Regions from separate parts of the Mus musculus genome. Here regions 2, 3, 4 and 5 are each linked to region 1. The links are chromatin contacts, called in public Hi-C and promoter capture Hi-C maps. All regions are on one chromosome and are shown on one strand. Each heading gives the region's core, a stretch centred on a gene start, on an enhancer-like site or on the middle of the called end of the contact. The rest is flanking DNA. Distances are from core to core; before and after follow the strand shown.

Region 1 (3,568 bases), core at 395-2,894:
TTAAGGGCAAAGAGTGGGTTTGTTTTCATCTTTAACTTTGAAAAGCATATAAGAATAGTTATATCAAATCTACAGGCACTAAAATATATGAGATGACAAGAAATCATTTTCACCCTTGTCATTAATCAACAATTTGAGACCGAACATTATAAAAATAAAAGCTTGAATTTGGTAAGAGAATACCTACTACTTGGCACTGAATTGACAGTGGAAACAGCATACAGAGCAAATGTATTGGCAGGCAAGAACAATGGCAGAGATTAAATATACAAGACAGAGCCCAAAACAGACTTATTCAGGAAGAAAATGTACTAAACTGCCAATTTTGCAACATTAAAGAATACCAAGCGTAGTGGGGAACATGTCTAATCCTAGCACTTGGGAAACAGAGGCAAATGCATCTCTATGAGTTTGGGACAATCTTGCATGCATAATGAGTTCCAGGTCAGGCAGGGCTATGTTGAAAGACCCATTGCTAGAAAACAAGAAGGGGGGGGGGGGGCGGAGAGAGAATCACCTGTGTGGCAAAGGGGTTGCAAGCTTCCCATTGTCTGCTGGTATCTTCTACTTTCATCTTCTGCCACCTCGTTGATGTCAGAATAGTCCACAGCATCCTCTCTACTCCTAATCCATCCTATGGATAAAAAGGGAGACGTCTCAAGAGAAAGCAAGTAATTATCACTTCCTTAGAAAATCCCCACTGAAAAGCGTACAACAGGCTAATCTCCTCCCCCCACCCACACTGTCCTCCCCATGGCCCACACTTTACCTTCATCATTTACCAGGGCACCATCACTCCCGGACAATTCTTCATTTGCTGTGAGTTCAGTGATCAGGCTGCCAAGACCCAAAGCCCCCAAGCCCGCAAGATGCTTCTTGCACTCCTGAAAAGGGGACAGCATGAGGGTCGAAAATAACAACTAAACCTGAAGGTCCTACACAAGTATATTTCCCTTGCTCATAACAAAGTCACAAATCCATCTGAGAAATTATTTCATGAAGTGCTGCTCAAAGAAACATCACATTCAAGAACTATATAGGAAATCTGCTAAATTCCATACAGATCAGTTCCGAACAACACACGTTCCATCCGTAGTCCTGGCTTTGGAGCCATTAGGATCAGCAAAAGCCAGAAAAAGCAGAGTTCCAAGGGTCTTTAAGAAGGCCTTCCACAGTGGCGGTTCTGATAACCTTACTAGAGTTAACTATTATCTTTCCTACCAGGCAAGGAGAATGTTACCTTCGAAGCCAACACCTCAGCATCAGTGACTGACACTTAAGACTTTTCCTCTTCGTCCTTCCTCCGAGTTGAGCCCTCTCGCGCTGTCTCCAGTTCTCCCTAGCCACAGCACCCGCCGCCCCAGGCCCACGACTCACGTCATCCAAGACGCTTTCGCCTTCCAACTGCCCTGCTCCATTGATGTTGCCGAACAGGAACCCAGTTAGAGAAAATGGGCCTCCACCAGCCGACTCTTCGTCGCTGTCTGTGTCGGACATGACGACGGAAGGGCTACCGCCACCCTTGTCCTGCAGCAGCCCAGCCCACCCCGGGCCCATGGGCGGGAAAGAAAAAATACGTCAGTCGCACACGGGTGACTTGCAGCGCTCCCTGACCCAACCAGAGGCTACCGGAAGTTGAAAAAAAGGGGGGAAGGATGGGCCGTCCTACGTGATCCTTTGATGTCGGGATGGCTACTTCCTTTGATGTGTTTGATTGGTCCGCCCAAGATCAGGCTGGATAACTGGAAGGTGATTGGTCAAACAAACCAGTCCCGCCCATCAACTGCGCGGGTCCGTTCTGGTTGCTATGGTAAGAGCGGCAGATTTTTCTCCAATAAGAAAGTAGATCTGAGGCGGCGTGACCTACGACCTCTGGAAACCGCGCGTCACCGGCTACAGTACACACTACACAATAATGATTTGAGCCGTCTTTTCCGGTTTGTGCCGTTCCCCAAAGGAACATTACTATGAATTGTGATAGGGGGACGACTGCTACTTACTTATTTTGAATTTACATTTTCCCATGGTAAAATGTTAAGCTTAGTAAAATGAGCAACCGAAACTTCAAGATTCACAAACATTAAACATTTTCATAGTTTTTTTAAGCGCACATATGATTCCCAGCACTATATATATATATATATATATGTATATATATATATATATATATACATACACATATATGCATATATATGTGTGTGTGTATGTATGTATATATGTGTGTAAATGTGTAAAAGCATGGAGAGAAGAAAGAAACCGAGTGGGAGAAGGGGGGGGGGGTTGAAGAGGGGAGAGAAAGTGAAAGAGAGACAGAAATATACAAGGCTGGGATACAGCTCACTGGCCAACATAGATTCAATTCCCTGTACTTAAAAAATAACCTTATTTTGCCAGGAATGGAAACCTGAGGTAGAAGTGTCTCTGAACCGGGCAGTGGTGGCGCACGCCTTTAATCCCAGCACTCGGGAGGCAGAGACAGGCGGATTTCTGAGTTTGAGTCCAGCCTGGTCTACAAAGTGAGTTCCAGGACAGCCAGGGCTACACAGAGAAACCCTGTCTCGAAATAACTAAAAAAAAAAAAAAAAAAAAAAAAAAAAAAGAATTGTCTCTGTAAGACCAGCATAGTATACATAGTTAAGCTCCAGGCTACTAGGGGAAACCCTATCTTTAAAAAAAAGTTTTTTAAGTACTCTATATATTTGTGTAAATAGACATATTGAACCAGTGAGGTGCCTCTGTAGGTAACATATCTGCCACCAACCCCGGAGCCCCATCCTGAGGACATATTTCATGTTTCAGATCACCATGGTGGCACACAGACTTGTTTGAATTGGAGCATCTTCACTGTGGCCAAACCGAGGATCTGTTCAGAGTTCCTACTTTGCATTTTTTGTGCCTGTTTGCTTGTTCATGTTTAGTTTGTTCTGAGGCAGAGTCCCACTTAAGTTTCCTGGGCCAGGCCTTGAATTTTCCATTCTTTGCTTCCCAACTAACTGAAATTATAGGTCTCTGCCAACAAGTTCAGTCGTGCGATTATATTTGATCACCTCTCTTTAGTATATACATGGGGACATTTTCTTTTTTTAAGATTTATTTTTGAAATGATCTGTATGTGTCTGTGCACGGGTATATGCACTGAAGTGCAGTTGTTCACAGAGGCCAGAACTGTTGACTGCCTCTGGAGTTGGAGCTGCTTGATGTTGAGTAGTAGAAACTGGATTCAGGAAGAACAGGAAGCTATCACAGCCCTGGCTGTCCTGGAACTCACTTTATAGACCAGGCTGGCCTCGAACTCAGAAATCCACCTGCCTCTGCCTCCTGAGTGCTGGGATTAAAGGTGTGCGTGCGCCACCACTGTACAGAAAGCTCTCGCACTCTTTATTCTATATGCCTTGGCTTGCCACTGTCAGATACCCTGGAACTGCCAACTACAGACAGTTGTGAGCTGCCATGCGTGTGGTGGGAACTGAACCCTGTCTCAAAAAACAAAATAATGATGATGCATTAAAACTCATACTCTGCCCCTTCCTAATTTAAGATTTACTTATTTTTATTTTGTGTGTATGAA
Region 2 (3,568 bases), core at 412-2,911, 970 kb before region 1:
AATGCTAGTAAGAATCCTACTTAACCATTTATTGTTAAGTACTTTATGCCTATTAAGTAAGCTAAGTGCCCTCCATTCATTATCTGGCTCTGTTATTAATATGGTTTCAAATGAAGTAGCCTTATCTTATCTATTATAATGCAGATTCCCTGAGAGTGCAGTGTATCTTTGAATCCAAAGCTAAAGTGTACACTTAGTTCATAGAAGTGCTTAATAGTGCACTCAGTTCATAGAAGTGCTTGGGTAACTGAATGATTACAGTGCTTTGAACTAGTTCTATAGACAAATACAAATGAAGCATAACTTGTTCCATTCTAATTGGAGAACAAATGCATATCTCTCTCTCTCTCTCTCTCTCTCTCACACACACACACACACACACACACACACACACACACACGTACATACCTCAAGATTGCAAGAATATTAAGTATTGGGATACTAAATCGAATATTGACCACAGGTATAGCAGAAAGTCAACCTGGAAGCATCAAATTCACATAGTAAAAGGAGTATTTAGGTTTTGGGTGTTAGGTAGAGCTAATTTTGGATTGTTTTCCTACCTCAGTGTGTGACCGAGAATAGTTTTTACCCTCCAAAGTACATCTGCAAAGTGGACATGTTACAGCTTGCGTCATAGAACTGTTGAAAGGATTAAGATAATATCCAAAGTGCTTATCACGAAACAAAAGTTTAAAGCAAGCTTGTCTTTTAAAGAAAGTACAAATCTGGGCCTGTCTCGGAGGCCTCAGTGTGTCAGTTGAGGATGGTCTGAGTGCTGGGAGTCTGGGAATTGACCAGCTAGGCTCAGATCTTGTAGGCATCCAGAACCCCCAAACTTCTGGTGGAAATAACACTGCCTGGGGACACACTAACACCCTGTACACCAAACCTAAAACATTTGCCCTAACCGTTGTTTAGCTTCAGAAGCAAATGAAAGAAAAAGTGGCTGTGTGTTGGGGGATGGGGGAGGTGTGTTTTCCCACTACTTGGGAGAGAACCCTTGCTTTTCATCACATGAAAGCTCCACAGTCCCTGTCTCAGTTTTAGGAAGGTGACATCGGGTTTGTCAGAGTGGATTATTGGAGAGGCTGTTAATCTCTTTCAGACAGTGATGAAAAGTAGCGAACTAAAGTTGCAGCACGAAATTTACTCTGTAAACATTTCAAACAATCCTCAGCCTTAGCACCATTAGCTAATGTAGCTGGGTGGTGGTCTTGCCTGCTATTGAATGTATAGTTTACCTCTATTTAAATATTTAAATGATATTTGCAGTTTGAAAACTTAAAAGAGTTCAGACTCTTAGCGCCAAAACTTGAAACCACGTTTTTTTAGTGTTTAGCTGTGTTTCTTTCTGTTACCATACTCCTTTAAAACTACATCTCCCAGCATGCTTTGGAGCTGGTCTGACCTCATTTCAAATGGCCCCGTAGGGCAACAAGGCTGGTTACTTTTGACCGTGCTACTTGTGCCATGAAAAAATTGATCCCAATTGGCAGTTATTTGGTTTTTATATCTGTCAGGCACCTTTTTTGAACTGTGGTCATCAGTAGAAGGCATCTGGTCTGGAAGGGCCCATCCATCCCTGTAGTTGGACGAGGGACCAGGGAAACTGTCTCCGGCGATCTAAATAGGAGGGAATGTTGACAAGGGAGCACCGCTGGGGCTGAACAGAGGAGCAGGAACTGGAGCTCAGGCTGAGTCTGAAAACTGTTGGCTCCAGACTTTGGCTCGCGGACGGTTGGAAGTGGGAGATGGAGATGCCAGAGGAACCCGCCAACAGTGGGCATTCACTACCCCCGGTTTATATTTACAGTCCCGAGTATGTCAGCATCTGCGACTCCCTTGTGAAGGTCCCCAAACGGGTAAGAGAGGTCTGGATCAAAGACCACGGTTTGCGGGGATGGGGGTGGGAGGGTGTGAAAGGGAGTACATTAGGAAACGAGAAAACTGGACTGAAGGATACCTTCAGCAAAAATGTAACTAGCAGTGCCAGGCACGCCAAGCCGAGCAGAAGGAAGTGGTTCATTACCTTCAGAGAGCGCAGTGGGGCATCCAACGCTCGAGTGGGGGCGGGGGGCGGGGGAGGGGAAGGATTGGCGCAGAGGTGAGCGGAGTTACCAATAGGGGGTCCTGGACCACAAACTGTTAGGAGAGAGTATTCCATCACTTGCGTTAGTAAAGCTGGGGAGCTTCGAATCTTGGCGATTTTGAGACTCTGTGTTTGTCTTAAGTGTATTCTGTTAAAGTGACAGAAGGGAGAAGAGAGAAAGTAGTTAGTTCTCCGCGCAGGCTGTTGTTGTTAATGGCATTTCAGTACATTGAACCTTAAGGAGACTGCTCTGCCTTTCTTTGATGCTGTTTCAGGCCAGTATGGTCCACTCTCTGATCGAAGCCTATGCCCTGCATAAACAAATGAGGTAAGTGCGTTGACCTTTCTGAACATGATCATTTCTGAGGGCAGGCGTGTTCATAGCCTTAACACCTTGTCTCCTCCCAGTGGGACTAACCAGCGAGAAATGCTGCGTTCAAAAAAAAAAAAAAAAAAAAGCTTGTGTGGGAGTGGGGTGTTCATAGTCTTTGTTAGATGCTTGTACCGCCGGGAAAGCTTGAGAACAGTTGGGAAAGGCACACGAAGGGGTTAAGATCCCTTAGAAAAGAGACTTTGCTTCTAGACATGTGAGGAGGTGTTAAGCTGGAAAATGTTTTGTTTTATATTTGGTCTGGATTTTGTTTGTTTTCTAAAGCTAGATTTGGGGATGTGGGTTCAATTTGAGACTTAGATCTGCTACCCCACCCCCATCACCACCAAACTTTAACCTGGTCTCTGTTGACCACACAAGTAAAGCTAGCTACATCCTTCTCAAAAACAAGCCAAAAACAAGCTTTCTGTTGATTGCCAATTCTATATTTAATGTCATAAATGAAAGTATTATGGACCTGGCACATGTCAAATCAGGTTTTCTCATTACTGACCAACTACGTGACTGGCTAGATCACCTAATGCTGCATTTTCTTCACAGAAAGTAATATAATAGGTTTTCATATTTTATTCTTAGTATTAAGTCATTTTTAGTGTGTACATTCTTTTGGAATGTGTTGTTGTTTTGAGACAGAGTCTCACTGTGTAGTTCTGGCTAGCCAAGAACTGTTAACATCAACCAGGCTGGCCTTGAATTTACCAAGAACCACCTGCCTTGCCTCCCAGGTGCAGGATCAGCAGGTTTGCAGCACCATACCCTTCTAGGAATGTTTTCCTCCCTATGCTTAATTCCTATGGTCATCAAAATAACTACTTGTCTTTCCTTAAAAGTATTTTAACACTTTTCTGAGCCTGGTGGTACAGGCCGTTAATTCTAGGCCTTTGGAAGGCTGAGACAGGAACATCACAACTTCAAAGCCAGCTGGGTAACTTAGCCACACCCTGTCTCAAAATACAATTTTTAAAGGGGTTTAAGATAGTGTTCAATGTGTAGAACACTTGCCTAACATATAGGAGGTCTAGGCTCCCACACACAAAATTAACACTTACAAATATTTTATTGCAAACAAGATGTCAAAGCAAAGT
Region 3 (3,568 bases), core at 482-2,981, 910 kb after region 1:
GCAGCAGCTAATCATACCATGATTTTTGAACTAAATTCTTTGCTATCAAGGGTATTACTGAAACAACTGGCAACACTTGAACAGGGCTGAGGATGAGAAAGTAGTAACAAGACATTGCAACTTCTGTGATTATGATGGCTATGTCATGACGCTTACTGGAAATATATGGTAAAGTATTCAGGGATCATAACATCAACAACTTATTACCAATGATTCTATGAAAAAAATGGCATCTTTATGCTGTTCTTGCAACATTTCTATAACTACTATAACTACAGTGTTTTCAAGTTTTACAATAAAGTCTGGGCCTATAGCTCACTTGGCAAAGTACTTGTCTAGCATACACAAAGCCATGCGTTTGCTTTCCAGCACAGCATAAGCCAAATCAAGGAGGGTGGTTGTACTGGCTAGTTTTGTGTCAACTTGACACAGCTGGAGTTATCACAGAGTAAGGACCTTCAGTTGAGGAAATACCTCCATGAGATCCAACTGTAAGGCATTTTCTCAATTAGTGATCAAGGGGGAAAGGCCCCTTGTGGGTGGGACCATCCCTGGGCTGGTAGTCTTGGGTTCTATAAGAGAACAGGCTGAGCAAGCCAGGGGAAGGAAGCCAGTAAGGAACATCCCTCCATGGCTTCTACATCAGTCTTTGCCTCCCAAGTGCTGAAATGAAAGGTTCTCTGTGAGGTCCCAAGACAACAAAATATGTCTAGGTCAAAGATAAACTGGATGTGTTACTAGGCTGTGGGCTGTTTTTAAAGGCAGAAGTCTGTTTCATCCATTCCTCTTATTTGTAGTGCCTATATGACCCACCCACACACACACAAACGCCCAGTGAATTAGACAGCCTCACCTTTAAACACGCCTTTTATGAGTGGAGCTACTGCTGTATTAAAGACCTCTTCCTGTTCAGTAGAGGGGTCAAACACAAAATCGTAGGTAAATGATTTATCATTACCAACCACCACCTGCAAGAGGCAAGAGACAAGGATGGGGAAGGATTAAAAAAAAAATGCCTGACCACGCCCCTCGCTCCTTTCAGCCTCAGCTGTGGAGGAAGCCACTCCAGACTCGACTACCCACCTGAGGCTCTCCGGGCACAAAGGAAAGGCACGTCTGGCAGCCCTCCTTAATCTCTTTCGAGACGAGGGGGCGACAACGCAGTGCCACTCTTACGGGAATCCCCTTCACCTCTTCTTTCATGGTACCAGCTCAGCAGGTGTCCGTGCTGGGTGAAGCCGGCTCTCCCAGGAGCCCCCGGAGGCTGGCAGGAGTGGAAAGGCCCTTCTCAGGCGGTGGGAGAGCTCGGAACTCGCTGATGCACTCTCCCTCCCAGCGGGATCACGGTGTCCTGTCACTCTTGGCCACCGCCTAAAGGTTTGTCAGTCCCAATACTGCAGGGCGAAGCGGCGTCAGCAATAAGGAAACTCCAGCAGAGACAGCAACCGCGACCCCAAGCCCTAAAGTGCTCCAAAGCGCAGAATCGGAGCTAACGCGGTGCCCGGGTAACTCACCAAACTAAACGTCCCTCTCACCGACCTTCCCTGGCGCCCTGTTCCAACCGGAGCTTTAACCGCCAAGTTTCAAATTGATCCCAGAGGCGCCAGCCAATCGGAGCGCGTACAGCCTGTGAGAAGCAGACGAACTTGAGCACGCACACCGTGACGCGCAAGGAGGCTGGAGCTCTGGCTCGCCCAAAGAGAGCTCCGCCCCGGCAGGGTGGTAGGAGCATCCGCTTCCGGTTCCGACGCCGAATTGGCTGTCGCTGACCGAGGCCTTCTTACCGGTGAGGTGGCCCTGAGTTAAGTGGTCGCGAGCGCGGGATTCGGGCGGGTTGCAGGACCTGGATCTAGAAGGTAGCCCGTGTAGACGGAACCCGTCTGTGGACACCACGTTTACTAAGCACCTCTAGAGATTGTGTCTGGCCCCAATCCCTATGGGATAGTTAAGAGTTGGCACTCCCTTGCTGTTTTAAAGTAGATCTTTGTAGATGTGTAGATTCTCTTTTCCTAGGTTGGAAGTGGTGACACCTATTGTTTTTTGTAGAATTGTGAGAAATGCAAACATGCCATTAGAGTGCTTAAAAAATTAATTTTTTTGTCTTTTGTTTTTGTTATTTTGTTTTGTAGCCTGCCTCTCCTCCCTACCCCCCCTCCCCAATCTTAACACCTACTTGTGGGCTAGTCCCATAAAGGAATGGCCCTCGGCTGGAAGGCTTTCTGGAACTTAGAGTGCTTGGTCCTTTTTAAAATCATTTTCGTTTCCTTTGATTCGTCCTTTTCAGGGCTTTGCCTGAAATGGACAACCGGATTCCCTATGATGACTACCCTGTGGTTTTCCTGCCGGCCTATGAAAACCCTCCAGCGTGGATTCCTCCTCATGAGGTGGGCGCCATCTGCATTCCTGAATAATCATGAGATCTATGAAAGAAAAAGTAGCAGGGCTAGGAAACTCAGTGGAGAGTGGATCTTAGGTGAATTCTGAGCAACAGTGACCCACTGGTGACTTCTTGCAGAATCACCATGCCAGAACCCTTCACACTGGTGAATTCTGAAAATTCAGAGCCTTAATTTCCATCCTGTCAATAAGAAAGGACTAGGGATCTATAGGGCCACTAACATGTCCCGAGACTAAACAGCCACTCCTCTGGACTGTTTTATCTGTGCTTTGTAAACTGAGTCAATGGCTTTACCAATTCCTGACATATATCTGGTTTATTGGTATTCTAAAAGAAGGTAGATGTAACACATCTAAGACTGGGAATAAGATTTCGGGGATTGCTGTATCTTGCAGAGAGTGTACCACCCAGACTACAACAATGAGTTGACCCAGTTTCTGCCCCGAATTGTTACACTGAAGAAGCCTCCTGGTGCTCAGGTAAACTTATAGGGGCTCTTATTCCAGTAACGTTTGGTCCATGCCAGAAATTGGCCATGGTTGGGGTGTGGATGTGGATTGGGAGGTAGGTGACCAGAAAAGCAGAGGTGGCACTTCTACAGCATCTCCTTTTCTTCTGAGTACATAGATGTCCCTGTTCTTATGTCTCTGCTGAGTCTGCATCCTGTGTCCTTTTGTCTTTCAGTTGGGATTTAACATCCGAGGAGGAAAGGCCTCGCAGCTAGGCATCTTCATCTCCAAGGTCTGTGTGAATGTGTGTGTATGATAGGCTGTATGGCTAGCTACTTTGTTATCATATTAAAGTGCACTGGTGGCCCAGCAGATAAAAAAATGGATGACCCGCTGGAGTCATAGGATAGACATAATGGAAATTCAGCCTTTCCCTTTGAGAACTGTACTTGGGGCCAGTATGCTGGGGCATGTGGGCATGTCAGTACTCTGAGAACTCGAGAGGCAGAAGGGGGAAGATTAGGAGTAGGTAACAATCTATAAAGTCAAGGCAGACAATGGTGACATAGGACCTTAGTCCCAGCACATGGGAGGCAGAGATAGGCAGATCTCTGTGAATCCAAGGCCAGTCTGGTCTACGGAGTGAGTTCCAGGGCAGCCAGGGCTACAAAAGAAAAACCCTGTCTTTAATTAAGAAAAAAAAAAAAGAATCTCAAAAAAA
Region 4 (3,568 bases), core at 273-2,772, 770 kb after region 1:
TCCTTCTCAGCAGCATCTCAGCCTTGCTTGGGATGTGTCTTGCCCCCCCCCCTTTTGCCTGTTAAGCGCTTCTCATCAGGGACAACACACACACACACACACACACACACACACACACACGTGTACACTCTTGAAGCCACATGCTTACACACATATACATGGAGACACCCTCGGGCGAACACAGCTATCCCTGCAGCCTCATCGACAGAGACACCTTCACATTCAGAGACACATCCTCACATATCCATGTGCACGTTCACACACAAAGGGACTGGGATGGAGAGGGACTCATGGTATGGAGAGATGACGCTCAGCCATCTGGGCACATGGGTTCTGATACATACATTCACACAAGCTCCATTGCTTTCTTCCACACACCCCAACATACATACAAACACATATGTCCCCCCCACGCAGAGCACCATGCCCCCTCCTCCCCTCCTATGGAGACACACACCACATACAACCCCCGCAGAACCTCCCGCCCCCTGCCAGACACAGAGACACTGCCACCCCCCCGCCCTGCACTGAGACAAACCCAAATCCCCCACACTAGAAAAATGTGCCCCTCCGCCATACCATCACCCCCTGATACAAACAGCTCCTCCCAATCCCCTCCAAACGGAGACCCCCTAAACAGACACACATAGAAGATGTATTTTCAACAGTCTCTCTTTGGTCAGCTGCTAAAGGCTCAGATCCATAGACTTGGAGCCCCAGCAACCTCTACTGCTCCCCAGACTTCCTAGACCCCAATCCCTAGTCCTTTGGGTTGTCCCACCAGCCTCCCCTCCTCCTCATCTGCCGGTCCTTACCTGCTCATACCAGTCCCGGTTGGTACAGGTGCACTCGGGCCACCAGCCGGGGCCACTGCCGTTGAGTTTTGGGGTGCTCTTGCCGGGGACTGGCTTAGGGGGCACTGGCCCCACATCTCGGCCTGTGGGGATGAGCTTGGCCTTGGTGCGAGGGGTGGGGGTAGCCCCTGCCTGTGAAGGCAGGGTCTGCGAGCTGTAGCCTCCATAACCGGAGCTAGCCCCATTGCCCCCACTTGGCCCATAGGGGTCCGGCACCTGCCAGTCCCCGTAGCCAGGAGGCTCAAGACGCCGCAGGGCGGCCAGGCGGGTCACCTCATAGCACTCGGGGCACTTACAGCAGTGCTGGTGCTTGTGCATGGCACTGCCCCCCGCGGCTCGGACCCCCCAGCCCACGCCAGTTTCCACGCCGCCGCCGCCGCCGCCGGGCTCCCTAGCACACTCGCACTGCTCAGACCAAGAAGGAGGGGGCACCCGTGGGGGTGCCCTGGCTGAGCGGGGCCTGGGGCCGGGCGGGCGTCCTGGGGCCTCTGCCCCCACGCTGCCCCGCACCCATGGCTCCCCCTCCAGCACTGGCGGCTCCGTGTCGCCCGTTGTGGCTTCTGGGCCGAGGCCCAGCGGCAAAGAAGAATCGGGCGCCCAGGCAAAGGCTAGGTGCGGCGAGAACCTCTTCTGCTCAGGTCCCCAGGATGGATCTGAGTGGAGTCAAGAGCATCTCTCCCTGGCTCCCTTCTCAATTGATTCCAGCCAATCAGAGCGCAGAGTCAGGCAGCGGCAGCGGCAGCAGCAGGAATGCTAAACAGCGGCTTCTTAAAGGAGCAGAAGCAGAGGCGCCCCCCCACCCCCCGGACTCAGACACATCTCCCCTATTCTGTGGAGTTACTGGCAACCCTAGTCTAGGTGGCTGAGATTTGGGCCACTAGAGAGCTGAAGAGTATGATCCTGCGATCCTGTGTTCTCGTGTTGCCAATTTCAGGCTGTCTTCTGCCCGCTCCACCCCGCCCCACTGGCAAGAGGGAGTTGCAGTGAGATGCTCAATGGGTCCCTAAGCTTGCTCTAAGCTAGGGCCATCAGAAGTAAAGGCAGCAATAGAACCGATCAAAGGGGCATCTGGACAGGGTGCGCGAAGTGCTGCCTCCTGCAGGGGACCAAGGAAAAGGGCAGCATCCAGGTCTGTCAGCGCATCCTCATCAGGACCATTGTTCTTTCATTTCCTAGGCCCTGTAATGAGTATCTCTCACAGTCGACCTTTCTTACATCACCAGTGAGAGACTAACCTCAGAACCGGCAACGAGAGAAAACTATTTATGCCTGCCTCCGACACTTCTGCCTCCACTCCATGGTTATGTTAGGGAAAAGAGGCTTGAAATGTTACGAGGAAAGGGAGTTCGGGTACAAGGAAGTGGTAAGAAAAGATCTAAAGTGAAAGAAGCCAATTCTTTGGTTCTGGCACAGCACCCAGGAATCCCGATTGAAGGAGGTCTCCTTGACTTCTCCTCGCTCACGCTGTTGGAAGGTGGGGAAAGGGTAATCATAAGACAGAAAGAATCTTTTTTTTTTTTTGAGACAGAGTGATCATCCTGCCTCAACTACTTGATTGGTGATATTACAGGTGCCACCCAGGCTAGCTTTTTGTTTCTGTCCTTGTTTTATCTTTAGCAGACAATGACTGAATCGTTACAAAGTCTGAGGTGCAAACAAAAGTCTCTATCAAGGCAGTACTAAAGGTACCTCCATTCTACCAATAAGAACTGTAAGCTCAGCGGTGCTAACACAACTAGGTAGCATAACTGAGAGATGAAAGTTCTTGCCATTTGACTGGAACCCATGCTCTAAACTACTCAGATAAGCACTGTGCTCTAAGTTCTGCAGATTTTAGGTCTCCGTTTCATTTAACAGACATTAATTGAGCACTTACCCGGTGTAAAGCCATCACATGGGTGTTGTGAATAGAGACTTGGGCTTAATTCAACAGATGTTCATGCCAAACACTGTTCTAGAATATAGTAATAGAACAATACGATATACAACAAACAGACCCAGTCCCTGAGAGGATGTAGACAAACGTAAGTGCAACAAAGAACAGAAAACCATATAGTTATGGTAACTAGCCATGGTTGTCAACTTCAGTAGAATTAGAATCACCTAGAAGATACGCATTGGGCATATCTGTGAGGGCATTTCAAGTGCGGATGAACAGACCTTCAGTGGGAGTGGCATCTTCCAATGGGTCACCCAGATACAGAGAGGTCTGAGTAAAATGCAGCAAGCCTATGCCTGCTTTCACTTCCTTTACAAAAATTATTTGTAGACTTGTTTCATTTTCTGTGTACTAGTGTTTTACCTGCATGTATGTATTTGAGCCATTTGCGTGCAGTTCTGGCAGAGGCCAGTAGGGCGTGTCAGATCCTCAGATATTGAAGTTACAGATAGTTGTCCCTCAGAACCAAATTTGGGTCTTCTGCAAGAACAACGAGTGCTCTTAGCTACTGAGCCATCCCTTTATTCCCTCTTCTCTTCCTTTTGACTGCACGTATCACTGCTGTTGCCATTATTGGCCGCCACCAGACTTTATCCAAGTGAACTTAACACCAGTGACTTTTCAGTGACTCTCCAGGCTTTTGACACTGGATTGGGTCTGCTGAAATGTCTTTTTTTTTTTTTTTTTGGACTGAGCAGCTACCACATTCCATGCCTTGCCAGTGTACAGACAGCCATTGTTGGACTGCTAGTTTCCCTATCATGTAAGCCAATCC
Region 5 (3,568 bases), core at 402-2,901, 620 kb before region 1:
TATTATATTGGTGCAAGTGTCTCTTATGTTGGGGTCCATTTCTCAGGGAATCACAATGTCCATGTCCCCATCAGTATGTTTTGAGTCCTTGCTGGCCTCGAACTCATCATAATCCTATCTCAGTTTCCAGAGTTCTGGGCTTCAGGAGTGGCTTTCTTAGTAATATATAAACCAGAATAATTTTTGTTGGCTCTCGACCTCTTATGTATCTTTTCCATTTCCCTAAGGCCTGAGCTTTGCCTTTGAAAATGACTGCATCTTAACTAGAACTTCTGAAGGGGATAACCACATTATAATTGCACTTATTTGTTTATCTTCACAAAATGAAAGAAGCCATAGAGTCACAGAGCTAAGCAAATGCTCTACTACTGAGATATAGCCCCAGCACTCACAGGGTCTCACTAAGTGGCTTGGGTTGGCCTGAATGGATTTTGAATCTGTAATCCTTCTGCGTCAACCTCAAAGGTGCTGGAACCCTAGGCTTTGGTATCTCCACGAACAAAATAAGCCAATTCAGGCCAAATTAAAGTATAAAGGCAGGTTTATTGGGGGCAGCCTCCAGGCAGGTTCATTCACCATACAGGAGGGGGGTGTCAGTGAAGTCACCATGGAAAGATAGGCAGAGAAGGGGGAGAGAGAAAGCAGGCATGCAGAGAGAAAAGAGAGGGAAAACCAAAAAGGTCTGTATTACATAATGAAGAGCTGCTGGGTGGCCCAGCCTCTGGGTTGGAAAGTTCAGTGTAGAGGGTGGGGTTTGCCAGTCATGCCCTGTAACAAGGATGAAGGATGGTGGGAGAACCTGAAGGCCAGGTCCACTTTGGTATGTTATATATGCACCTCAGCTACTTGTCCCGGATCTGAAACCCAACAGGCTTGTGCCACCAAATCTAGCTATTATTATTTTTTTACATTTAATTTTTTCATCATTTCATATATGAGTAATCTGTAAGCCATTCATTCCCATTCAACTCTTATCATGTCCCCTTCCCAACCTCTCAAATACATAAATAACCTCTACTCTATTTGGTATTGCGTAAATAAGGGCGTGTGTGTTTGTGTGTGTACTTCTGAGACAGGGTCTTGTTTATATGCAAGCTCAGTCTGGACTAGATCTTGAGATCCTCCTGCCTCTGCCTCCTAAGCACTGTTATCAGAGGTGTGCACCACCACGAGCGGCTTAGGCTTTGTCTTTGAAAATCCTTCTTCAGTGTCAGCTTTAAGTTGCAGGATTGCACTTCTAGGTGTGTGAATTCCAAGTATGTTCAGTGCCAGGCACTGGCGGGGAGGAAAAGGGGGCAATGGAGACCTCTATGGGCCAGTACAATAAGACAGCCTCCACTCACAAGGACAAGAGAAACAAGCGCGCATTTTACTCACGCTCTTAACTCCTTCCCTTCGCTCTCATTACTCAACATTCACACTCACCGCCACGCAGTTAGGACGGAACTGAAACCACCACCGGTCACGTGAATCAGCAGCCCCCCCCCCCTCCAAAAAAAAAAAAAAAAAAACCCAAAACGTAAGGCCACTCTAGCTAACGTAGCTAGCTAGCGCCAGTGCTCGAGGGCGCAGGCGCAAGACCTTCCTGGGCGGGGCTCAGGAAACCGCGCTCGAGCGCCAGATCCCGGATTGGCCCGCCGCGAGGCGGGCAGTTGGCTCTACCAGTCTAGTGCGTGAGCCCAGCCTGGGTAAGGCGGGAGCGAGCGAAATTCAAGCGCGGTTTTAACTGGGAGTCTCCTTTCCTGGGCTCTCCGGATTCCCTGGCCATGGAGGCTTCCCAAGGCTTAGCGGAAGTGGAGACTTTGAGCCCACAACTGGCCGAGAGTTACCTGAGGTATGTTTGGGTCTCCGGACGGGTCGAACTTGCAGTCCCTGGCCTGGGGTTGAGGTGGAGTGGCTCCCACCTCCCCCTAGGATCTGCTGTGGCTTTGACCAGATTTCTATTTCGGGGAGCTCGCCCTGCCAAGTCACTCGTAAGTCAAATAACTCTTGAGTATGAACTCTTTAAGAGCCTGAATTTTAATTAACTGATGAAATCTTTGAGTCTTTCTAACTCGCCAACCGCCAGACCTGGGAGAAAAGAGGAAAAATAGTCCCTAAGTTGTTAGCAATTGGGTAGTGAAAATGGGATCTGAAACAGAAATACTTTATGGTGTTTGATGGATGCTGTAAAATGTTTTATTTCCCGACCAGAGTGCTGCCATTAAAAGAAAGGGGGTCCAGTTACGAAGGGAAGACATATGCCCCCAAAGGAACCATTAAGCCCAGTGAATGAATACGCTTTCACCAGATGCCTAGGTTGGAATATTTAACTATTAAAAATTGTAGTGCAGGGCTGGAGAGATGACTCAGAGGTTAAGAGCACTGACTGCTCTTCCAGAAGACCCAGGTTCAATTCCCAGCACCCACATAGTAGCTCACAACCATTATGTAACTCCAGTCCTACAGGATCCTATGTTCTGGTACCTATGTGATGTACATGCGCCCCCCCACCCCCGCCCCGCGCGCGCATATGCAAAACACCCGTCTATGCCTATATAATTTTTAAAAGACTACATAAAATATTAGCAAAGGATTTGTAGACATTTCTCTTAAAAAACACATAATGGCAAACAGGCACATGAAAAGGTTGCTCAAAACCACCCCTAAGTAGAGGAAAAAAGATCACAACTATAATGGGGTGTGTGCCATCCCCTCCTGAGACTGAAGATACAGAGGGTTGTGAGCCACCATGTGGGTGCTGGGAACTGAACCAGAGTCCTCTGAAAGAGCAAGCACCTAGTCCTCTTAACTACAGAGTCCTCTCTACAGTATGTAGATTTATGTTGTTAACTTGTAGGGTTTTTTTTCCTTGGAGACAAGGTTTCTCTGTGTGGATCAGGCTGGCCTTGAACTCACAGAGACCCACATACCACTAACTTTTGCTCAGTGCTTGGATTAAAGGCTAGCGCCATCACTGCCAGGCATAGGTTTTGTTTTTTTTTGTTTTTTTTTTTTTTGAGGCAGGCTGCTCTTGAACTCTATCCTTCTCTCTGAGTCCACATAGTGATGGAATTACAGGTACATAGCACCATGTTCCAGTGAATCAACGATCAGTCAGTGGACAGAGCCACCAGTACTCTAAGTAGAGTTTTCCCTCGAGGGACCTCCTCTTAGATAAAAATGGAGAAAAGAATTTCAAGACATACCAGAGGGAAGCAAAGTTAATGAGTCTCTAAATAAACCTGGAGTCTTGTAAGACAGCCCATGGGCGTATGCTTCACAAGAGAGTTGACTCTCGGGGGTCTTCACAGTGGCCACCACTATAAAAAAAGTAAGTGGCTTTCCAAGTTTAATATCACAAAGGATGTAATTTACTATAAGGCTTAAAGATTAAATCACTCTTAAAATGTAATTAAATTAAAAAATAGACGAGCTGGCTTACTTGTTTTTCTCCAAGGATGCTCCTTTACAACTGAAATTCTAAGGTGGTTTTCTTAGGCTCATTGTTTGGATTTAGGATGAGAAGAGTGCTCAGTCAGTGAAACTCAAGAAGTTCATGCAACTTCTGGCCTGAAATAAACAGTTT

The links. Promoter capture Hi-C pulls out the DNA fragments that hold promoters and counts their contacts. A called contact is a pair of places that touch in the nucleus more often than the background predicts.
Region 2: a contact with region 1 is called in a promoter capture Hi-C map of liver, with 4 times the contacts expected there. The contact joins the promoter of Hdac8 here to the promoter of Taf1 in region 1. A contact is called at or near these places in 2 of 39 promoter capture datasets (liver and pre-B cells).
Region 3: a promoter capture Hi-C map of erythroid cells shows a contact between it and region 1, with 40 times the contacts expected there. The contact joins the promoter of Pdzd11 here to the promoter of Taf1 in region 1. A contact is called at or near these places in 4 of 39 promoter capture datasets (erythroid cells, liver, neutrophils and 1 more).
Region 4: a Hi-C map of B cells shows a contact between it and region 1, with 7 read pairs. The contact joins the promoter of Dlg3 here to the promoter of Taf1 in region 1. A contact is called at or near these places in 2 of 484 Hi-C or Micro-C datasets (B cells and embryonic stem cells).
Region 5: a contact with region 1 is called in a promoter capture Hi-C map of erythroid cells, with 2.0 times the contacts expected there. The contact joins the promoter of Ercc6l here to the promoter of Taf1 in region 1. A contact is called at or near these places in 8 of 39 promoter capture datasets (the 3T3-L1 cell line, erythroid cells, hippocampal neurons and 3 more).

The regions. Positions count from the first base shown.
Region 1 is chrX:101,530,811-101,534,378 of GRCm38.p6, reverse strand. It overlaps Taf1 (TATA-box binding protein associated factor 1), which reads right to left and starts at 1,644. Exons shown (of 39, transcript NM_001290729.1): 1 at 1,378-1,644; 2 at 770-884; 3 at 518-634. The coding sequence starts at 1,557.
Region 2 is chrX:102,503,251-102,506,818 of GRCm38.p6, reverse strand. Hdac8 (histone deacetylase 8) reads left to right here and starts at 1,661. Exons shown (of 11, transcript NM_027382.4): 1 at 1,661-1,865; 2 at 2,368-2,420. The coding sequence starts at 1,755. It overlaps Gm32262 (a long non-coding RNA gene), which reads right to left. Exons shown (of 14, transcript XR_003953070.1): 14 at 1,493-2,240.
Region 3 is chrX:100,624,104-100,627,671 of GRCm38.p6, reverse strand. Pdzd11 (PDZ domain containing 11) reads left to right here and starts at 1,731. Exons shown (of 7, transcript NM_001356384.1): 1 at 1,731-1,786; 2 at 2,285-2,384; 3 at 2,794-2,877; 4 at 3,083-3,139. The coding sequence starts at 2,298. Kif4 (kinesin family member 4) reads right to left here and starts at 1,607. Exons shown (of 30, transcript NM_008446.2): 1 at 1,084-1,607; 2 at 854-968. The coding sequence starts at 1,203.
Region 4 is chrX:100,765,676-100,769,243 of GRCm38.p6, reverse strand. Dlg3 (discs large MAGUK scaffold protein 3) reads right to left here and starts at 1,522. Exons shown (of 21, transcript NM_016747.4): 1 at 816-1,522. The coding sequence starts at 1,172.
Region 5 is chrX:102,155,174-102,158,741 of GRCm38.p6, reverse strand. It overlaps Ercc6l (excision repair cross-complementing rodent repair deficiency complementation group 6 like), which reads left to right and starts at 1,651. Exons shown (of 2, transcript NM_146235.3): 1 at 1,651-1,834. The coding sequence starts at 1,767.